2 separate regions of the Capsicum annuum genome follow, and region 1 is linked to region 2. A link is a contact called in public Hi-C data. All regions are on one chromosome and are shown on one strand. Each heading gives the region's core, a stretch centred on a gene start, on an enhancer-like site or on the middle of the called end of the contact. The rest is flanking DNA. Distances are from core to core; before and after follow the strand shown.

Region 1 (4,754 bases), core at 261-2,760, 220 kb after region 2:
TTTTTGAAATAGTAGACATTCAACATTCGTCTAGATTTCAATAGAAATTAAGGTTTACTGTCTGTTAGGCGCGCAGCATTCCCCATATTCAAAGACTCAAATTAAGATGCCTACAGAAAAATAGGCCATTTGGTGCTACATTTGCTTATGATGATTTGATTGCTAGGAATTCACTGGAAACAGTTGTTACTTCTTACTTTTATTTTCCCTTCTCCCTTTTTAGGGCAATCAATCACATGGAAAGTGAGACTTTATGTCAATTACCATACAAGTTTAATTAGTTTAGTGGTGTTTATCCATAAACTAGTGATTCAGGCACATGGATTATGATGATGACCAAATAGAATGTTCTTGACTTGCTAATGAACGCAATAAAAAATAACAAATAAGAATAACAAATTAACAGGTAATGAGTAGAACAGATCAAGTAAATCTTATTAAATGGTCTCTTGAGGAATTGTGTCTAGCAGTGTGTCACCGAGAAAGCAGAGCTTGAGAGTAAGGTTACATTATAGTCTCGACACTCAATAATAACGTCTTGCACGATTTACGCCCTTCGTAATGATCCCTATTGGCATATTTGAGCCGTTACGTTCATGGTTGTGAAACTGCCAGATTGAAACCCAAATTTTTCGAAAACGGTTGTCGATGGGGCTTTATCTAGACCGGTCGCTAGCACGCTCCCGTCTAGCTATCTCGCAGGTAGATGTGCCTGCATCTTGCTTCGGATCTCCAATGGACAAGAACACCTTGCTGGATATGACTTAAGGTTGTACTCACTGTTAACTCCCGCTGAGCTGGATCTGATAAGACTTTGATTGTCACGCGTCACCTTCTGATACGTCCAAATTTCAAATCCAAATTTTGACCCATACAAGTGGGACTTGCAATTTACGTATGAAAACATGAATTCTTTTTTGTCTCTCCTATCAACGTTGGCGTTTTAATCTGACTTCATCAGCTCATTTGGTTCTTGAGATCGGAGATTTGAATATAATTAAATCTTTGAATCAAAGGTTAAATGTGACCATTGAGGTCTAACATTTCATTAGGTACTTAATAATAGGAACAAGATTTATTGTCTGTCAGCTGCGACGTTTCCCTAGTTTCTAAGAGATGCCAAAATAAAATAGGCCAACCCCATTTGCTTTCGACTGGGCGATAAATATACGTTTAATTAGTGAAGACAAACCTTTTCTCATAATGTGTTGAATACAACTCAATATGAGGTATGCAGCTCTTTTAGGGCTCATTTGGCACGAGAGATATTAATTTTAGGATGAGTTCATCCCATGTTTGATTGGAATAAAATAGGGAGATAGCTTATCCTGAAATTAGTTATCCATGATAACTTGTTTTCCAACCAACCAAGCCCACTCTAGATCAATTGGCATGTCATAACTTTGACTTTGTACTTAAAATTTTTAGTTACTTCTAACGGCAAGGCATTATATAGTGGCCCTGCAATAGGGATGGTGATGGCTAAAATCACGGAAAGTACAGGGCCTGTCCTCTTCGAAGAAACAGAAAAGCAATAGCATAATGAAAATTACTTGAGGTTGACACCCTCGTAGATGGGGGCCAATCTTATTTTTTCAGTCCTATCACCCTTTAAAGATCCAAGTTTTCTTTGGTTGCTTAAAGGTTTAATGATGGGAGTTATTGCCAAACCTTGCTTCAGACATTCCAACAGACCACGCTCCATATTCTCCCACTAGGCTAAAGGTAGGGTAATTGATGATAATTCAGCCACAAATATAACAGACCGACTCTTACTCCTCACCAAATTAAAACTGTCCGTACTGAGAATATTTAAGGACCACACTTGTTGGTCCATACATGAAAAAATATCCAGGAAGCAAGACTAGCAAGTCTGAAGCAATTATATCAAAGGTGTAGTACCAGTGCACCATGTTCACCAATATGTAACATTTCCATCATATTGCTCCCGAAATGCTACCGTACTGTTGTGTTTCTCCTTTTCTGACTTGAAGATCTTTGGCACCTAAAAATGCAGAGATGAGACCTAAGAGAGATTCATAGAACGATTAGTCGATAAACACTAAGTTGTATGAGACAAAGACAACTCTCATTCTGCAAATAGAGTACATAAACAAAGTAGGCTCCTCTACATGTGACTGACTACCGCTAGCATGAGTATTGATATCGACATACAAAAATACAATAGTCTCATCAAACAACTAACTTTGTGGATCAATGTCAAACTATTACATGAGTCCTCTAGATTCATTCTGCTCCAACAAAACTAGTCATTCTACACTCGACCATTTGACTTGTAATAAACAAAGAATTTTCTAAAAATTAAACACCCATATTTAACTAATACGAATAATGATTTGTTTTACATGAAAACTTTACTAATTAATCATCACTGAAGAGGGGGGACAACAAAAACTGTTGATGATGCCAGCTAAGAATGATGAGGCCCAAGTGTCTTACCAGATAAGTATCAAATGGAGAACAGAGTATGAAGTAAACAGAAAAAAAATAATACAAGGTAGCAGTTCTAAATCACTTCCAAGAGCAAAATCAATTTTCCAAGGTATATTACAATGGTTCTGAAACCCACATGCTACTTTGATGCTCTAGCATCTTCAAGGTGTAATTCTACAAGCACCACTTTCAACATAACCATCCTACAGACATTACTCCTAGGATCAAAACAGCTTCAAGCAAATTAGGAGCGCGATCTTTCCCGAGCTGGAGGTGAACGACTGCATCACCAGCAAAATGATTGAAGTACAACACTTATTAGGACAATATCATAATTTAGAACAGGCAACGGAGCACAGAGACGCCAAAAAGGAAGGCCACACAAAAGGCAAGTAAACTAGTAAGGTGCAAACCTCCTGTATCGCTCTGAACTTCCCCTCCCATCACGTGCAGGGCTTCCTACTGGTTCAAGTTTAGGACTTGGGCTGCTGCCACGATTATAAGCATTTGGGCTATATTTCTCGCTTCTCTCCCTTTGAGGACTAGGACTGGGTTTATTGCCATAACCAGGACTTCTGCTTTTCAAAGGGCTGCTGCTCATAAGGCCATTTCCTGGATTTGTTCTCTCCCTGCGAAGGCTAGGGCTACAGACATTGCCATGACCAGGCTTTCTCTCCTTTTCTACAGCTGGACTATTACCACGGCCATACTCAGAATTCCTTTCCCTATGATTAGGACTTCGACTAGGGCCACGACCATAACCAGGACTTAGCTGATCTCTACCACGACCAAAGTCAGGACTTGGCCCATCTCGACCACGGCCATATTCAGGACTTAGCCGATCTCGGCCACGACCATAGTCTGGACTTGGACGATCTCGACCACGACCATAGTCTGGACTCCGCCTGTCTCTTCCATAAGGACTATGAGATCGGCTTCGGTCATAACCTCTCCTAGGTGATCGATCATAGGTTTTACCAGGACCATATCCATCTTTCCTATCATCATCATCTTTGATTGCATACTCCACTGTGATAACTCGGTCCATCAGCTTACTGCATTTAAACATGTAACAAGCAATCAAACGAAAGGTTAGGTCAAATTAATGTGGAAATTTGGAAACTACATGCCCAATTCCAACGAAAATTTATGAAAGCATATACCTCATATTCGTTGCATCCAGGGCTCTAGTGGCATCCTCCTGTGTCTCAAATTGAATAAATGCAAAATTCCTCCGGATCCTTGTATTGAGTATTTTTCCATATGGATCAAAGTGCCTTTCCAGATCCCTTGTCCTAGTATTATATGGATCAAAATTTATGACAAACAACGTCTTGCAAACTCTGACACTTGATGAAGATTTACTAGAACCCTCAGGCTTCCTGCCTCGTTCTTCCTGCAGCACAGCGAAAAACACAGCATAAACATGTGGTTTGGGGTTGGGGTTGGGGTTGGGGTGGGGGTGGGGGTTGAAGGCACAAAAATGGATTACCTTTGACCACTCAACACGAAGCCTCCGACCCTTTCTGCCAAATTCTATTCGGTCAAGCCCCCGAATAGCATCCTCTGCATCTCTTTCATCATCCATATAAACAAAAGCAAAACCTGAAGTTTGATCCAAGAAATAAACTGAAGATTAAACAAAAACTCAGTTGGTGATAACAAGAATCCTCAAACAACGGATTCCACTACTCTTAAATGCTCAATAAGAAAAGGAAAGATAACCTCCTCTTTTTTTTATAATTAAGGAAAAATAACTCTATCTAGAAGATGTGCAAACCATCTAATATTTCATCGCATTACAATCACTCTGTCAAATATAGAAACTCTGACCATTAAAATCAGCAACAGACCTTCAGTAGTGGACTAAAGATGCCAGGGAAAAGTGGATATCACATGATGGGATAATGTAAAAGAGTGCCTTCTCCATTTTAAACTGCTGCCTCAGCTTCGAGGTCGGCATTGTGACAAGTCTGAAAGTGAAGGCAAGGCAAAATTCACGAGGAATAGAGGGAAATAGTAACTGAAGATAATATGTGATTGTGATGACATGATGGATCAGAGAGTTCTTCTCGAAACAATCAGGAAACGCAATAGACACCATCCATCAGCAATGGGTATGGACATTGCAATGTTATCCTGCGCCAAAGAATCGGTTGAGTATGGGGGTCTACACTTTAAAAAATACACTTTTTTTGGTAAAAATATCCTAATACCCCACCAAACTCAACAGACTTCTGCTGTTGAACCAAATGAGCAGACTGGATATCCCATCCAACATAGCCACAATGTAAAGATGG
Region 2 (4,401 bases), core at 156-2,655:
GGACTCTAAAAAAAGAGTTCAATTTTGCTTAGAGTTCTTGGGGGCTAATTTATCTTAAATCTAGCTTGATACCTACTCAACCTAAACCCTAAATTATGCCTATATAAAGGGGGCAAATATCCTTTAAAGAGGCATCTCCAGTATCCCACAAATTCACGGATATTTACAAAGAGATCAAAGATCTGAAAAGTCCCAATTCATGGGATATTCGTAAAGATCAAAACCCTCTTTTCTTGATAATCAAAACACATATTCATGGGATATTCATAAAGATCAAAACCCTCTTTTCTTGATAATCAAATACATCAAGAAGACAAACCCTCCGGAGATCAAATCCAAATGTTCCTACGTTCGAGAAATACGTCACGGAGATCAAATTCAAATGTTCCTACGTTCGAGACCACTAACGGCCGTCGAATTACGGAGAAATTCATATTCAAATCTTCATACATTCGAGAAATATGCTACTGACGGCCCTGAAGAATCAAGGGAGGAACAGATTTGTACCCCATCGTTTATCAATAAAAATTCTTGTTTCTTCATATTTTTATTTGTGGTTAAAATTTATTATCTATGAATTAAATTATGTTGGAAACAAATTGGCAAGTCCAGTGGGACCAAATCTGTCCTTCATCTCTTCTCTCATAAATCAGATCTACAAATCTGTAGCCAACTGCATAAAGATGGAAGCTCCATTGGTACTTCAAGACTAGTCATCAAATATCTAGTATTCAAACTGAGATTTTCAAAATATAATTAATCAATATAATTTAATAAAATAAACCCCTAATAAATACTCTCTCCATTCATGTTTACTTGTCCAATTTGAACTTTGCATGCCTATTAAAAACAACAACGATAATTTGAGTATATTATCACAAAATCAGATTCATGTAACTATGCATGGATACAATAGATACCTATCTGGGGTTGCTCCAAATACATTGCATTTAATACAGAATGCACTAGATATTTGATAGTTGATACGCTAGACGAAATGGATATCGAATACACTAGATGAAATTAATTTTGGATGCGCTGGTGATATTGTATTGGATACATATTTTCATATTCTGCGAGACATAATCGTACAAAATTGCTATTAAGCACGGAAATACATGAAATTGTGAAACTCAAATACATTGTGACATTCATATACAAAGGAGAGTAAGGAGAGGGGTGCGTGAGAGAGGCAGACGCGTACATATCTGATCAGATACATGTATACAACGCCGACCTACCTAGATCCAACTTGCAAATTATGTAGTTTGTGAAATTTCCGTCTTACCTAGTAATTACCTTCTAAACATCGATGCTTTGTGTAGTTTACTCCTTTTTTTTCTTTTCTTTTTTTAAGTTTTATTCCCCAGTTTCTCCGTATTATGTGGAATTGAGAAATTTAAAGAAGGTGAAGGAGTAACATCTGAACTATTTCTTGAACTTCATCGAATCCCAACCAAATCTTAAATATTCACAATGGTACGAAATCCACTCATGATTTTGTCTCTAATCCTGCAGGTATCTAGGAAGATTTAACATTTAAATACTACTATAATAATGCTATGAAGCAAAACCTAAGTGGGCTAGAGGTCTCCTACGTCCAAATTAAAAGATAAGATGTTCATTATTCGTACAATTAATTAAACAAAAAAAGAGCTTAGCTGCCATGACGAGAAAGTCTCCATGATATTCAGCCCTTGCGATGTTTAGAAGAAGAAAGTCATTATCAGGGATCCTAAAATGGGTTTGATCTTGATATTTTGTTTTACATAAAAAAAAAAAAAAAAAAAAAAAGTCTTACAAGAATAACCTCCATAAGAGTGATCTTAATTTTTTGTCTCAGCTTAATAAATTTTTGGTCATAAGATAGATGTTCATGGCATTAGAAGATAATGAACCTGCACAATTGCTCAGAAACTCTACTTTATAGGTCAAAATTAGAACTTAGATATGTTGTTTCTTTCCTCCCCTCAGCCATACATCCTCTTTTTAACAGAAACTCTAGTCCATGTCATTTCAAGATAATGAACCTACACAATTGACTAAAAATTTCACCTCTTAAACGACTATTATAACTTATTTAGTAAAAATAAAAATTCAAGATCATATACATCAGGGGATAAAAATTTCAAGACCAATCACTTTGAAAAACACTAAACGCAATTTCCTGATGAATAAGGGATTGGAAAAAATACATAAAGTAACATACTTAAGTATTAAATTACAAAAAATAGCAACACTTTTATCAAATTACATTTTGTAGCATATGTATTTGTATGTATTTGTCTTTTTGTAGCAATAGTTTGCAAAAATACAAAATGCATATCGATCATAAGGGCAGTAAAAATCATATGTATTTATATTTTTATAGCAACAGTTTACAAAAATACAAAATATAACTTATTATATTATATAATTATAAAACTATTACTATAAAATTCATAATTAAGAGGATAAGTATTTATTTTTTGAATTTTGCCCCAAGGATTTCCTCTATGTGGCCCAATTGACGTTATACCAGATTAGTGGCCCAATGCCTCAACTTGTGGGAAAACTTCTCTTTTTCCTATTAATAGGATAAGATTGTTTAATAATGGAAGCAAGTCAAAAGATCTATCACTTTGGGAGTGGATATCTAGTAGGAAGCTATGTACTTGGAGGATATCAAAGTTTATGAGTTCACGAAAATTTAACAATTTTTTAATAAATTTTATATTTTTCTTAAAAGATTTGTAAAATGCATATGAATTTTAATTATTTTTTACTATTTATTCTAAAGTTAATATATCAATTTTAAATTTTAAATTCTGAATTCCTTCGTATGGGTGCATCTATTTTGGCATCAGAATAAACATTAATGCTGTCTCACCGATCCCAACACGAATATAGTTATCTATCTTCTGTGCAGAATAATTATAGTATTATAACACTATAGAGCGTAGGAACACACAGTTTGAAGCACTTACCTGTGAATAGAGCCAAAGAATTGGGCATGCATCTTTTTCCAATAGTCTCCATCCTAACACATGAATAATAATTAATTACTACTATATCATATTGATGTTCATCTTCTTCCCTTTACGTGATCTTTTATATACTTTAGTTAATTACGTGATGTGTACGACAATTCTATTTTATTTATTTCCTAAAAGATGTATATTCACATTTCTCCTTTCCATATATATAATTGCAAAAATAAGGCGGAATATAAAAAGAAAGCCACCACCTTTTGCAAATTGTGGAAAATCACACGTCTAGTTTGCAAAATGTAAACAAAAATAACAACAATAAACATACCCAGTATATTTCCCTTGAGCGACAAATATAAACCAAATAAATTGAAGAAACAGCACACTTCATTCGACTCAAGTTAAAGATATAGTTAAGTTTATTTTAAGAAAAAAAAAGCATATAATTATAATAGATATAGTTAAGTTTATTTTAAGAAAAAAAAATGCATATAATTATAATTATCCATACTTTATTCTATTGCGTGATAGTTGTCATGCTTATCAATGAAGAGGACATCAATATCTTCCACTTATAGATCCACTATTAAAAATTATAGATATTTAATGAAGGCCAAAAAATTCAACATACTAGGATTCGAACCCTAGCATGTAGTGCCCTTGGCTTTTGTTGATCACCTTCTACCGCTGAGCTATTTCCTTCAAATTTATCAAGGATGTTCAACACATGATATTTAACCAAATAGAGCCGCATTTTACTTATATATACAATATAATTTTTTGACAAAGAGTGTTCGCCTGTTGATAGGCTGTAGCTCCGCCCCTGGCTTAGAGGGAAACGAACCAGTGTGATGATCTTTTAGCAAATAAAGGACACGATCATGGAGAGACTTTGATGATACTCCAAAGTATAAGGGTTGTTGGATTGAGAAAGATTTATTTCGGAATAATTAATTTTAGAATTAATGATTTTGGGATTAGTTATTTCACCATGTATATGGAATAACTTGTTTCATCATTAAGGTATAAATGGCGAGATAATAATCTCAGGACTAACTATTACCTCCAATCAAATGCGGGATAAAATAATCTTACATTTTATCTTATCTCAAGACTATTATACCTTATATCTCACACCATATGACTCGTAAGTGTTAAATGAATGGATTGGGTTGTATTTGATCGGCAATTCAATAATGCTAAAATAACATAAACATACACCCTGACTTATCATATTTACACAAATTCTCACCCTTATAAAGTAATTACTAAAAATCTTAGTTAATTATGTATCTTTGTTGGATGTATCGTGGAGCTAAATTATGAATCCTTTACAAGAAAAATATATCTTTGTAGGATGTATTATGTATCTTAATAGACTAAAAATCAAAACAAAAATGCCGGAAGTCAATTATGTATCTTTACAGAGAAA

What was found. A called contact is a pair of places that touch in the nucleus more often than the background predicts.
Region 1: a Hi-C map of leaf shows a contact between it and region 2, with 3 times the contacts expected there. The contact joins two enhancer-like sites. A contact is called at or near these places in 2 of 5 Hi-C or Micro-C datasets (leaf and placenta).

The regions. Positions count from the first base shown.
Region 1 is chr3:206,038,016-206,042,769 of UCD10Xv1.1, forward strand. It overlaps LOC107863339 (serine/arginine-rich splicing factor RS31), which reads right to left. Exons shown (of 6, transcript XM_016709221.2): 3 at 3,947-4,059; 4 at 3,618-3,850; 5 at 2,868-3,509; 6 at 1,755-2,026. The coding sequence ends at 1,957. Among protein-coding and RNA genes, the nearest start is that of LOC107863338, 13 kb to the left of the region's middle. Within about 2 kb of position 1,511, at least 4 of the 5 cell types and tissues checked have an H3K27ac peak or open chromatin away from gene starts, as enhancers often do. A contact at or near this core is called in leaf, where this site is marked.
Region 2 is chr3:205,817,921-205,822,321 of UCD10Xv1.1, forward strand. No RefSeq gene overlaps it. Among protein-coding and RNA genes, the nearest start is that of LOC107863338, 210 kb to the right of the region's middle. Within about 2 kb of position 1,406, at least 2 of the 5 cell types and tissues checked have an H3K27ac peak or open chromatin away from gene starts, as enhancers often do. A contact at or near this core is called in leaf, where this site is marked.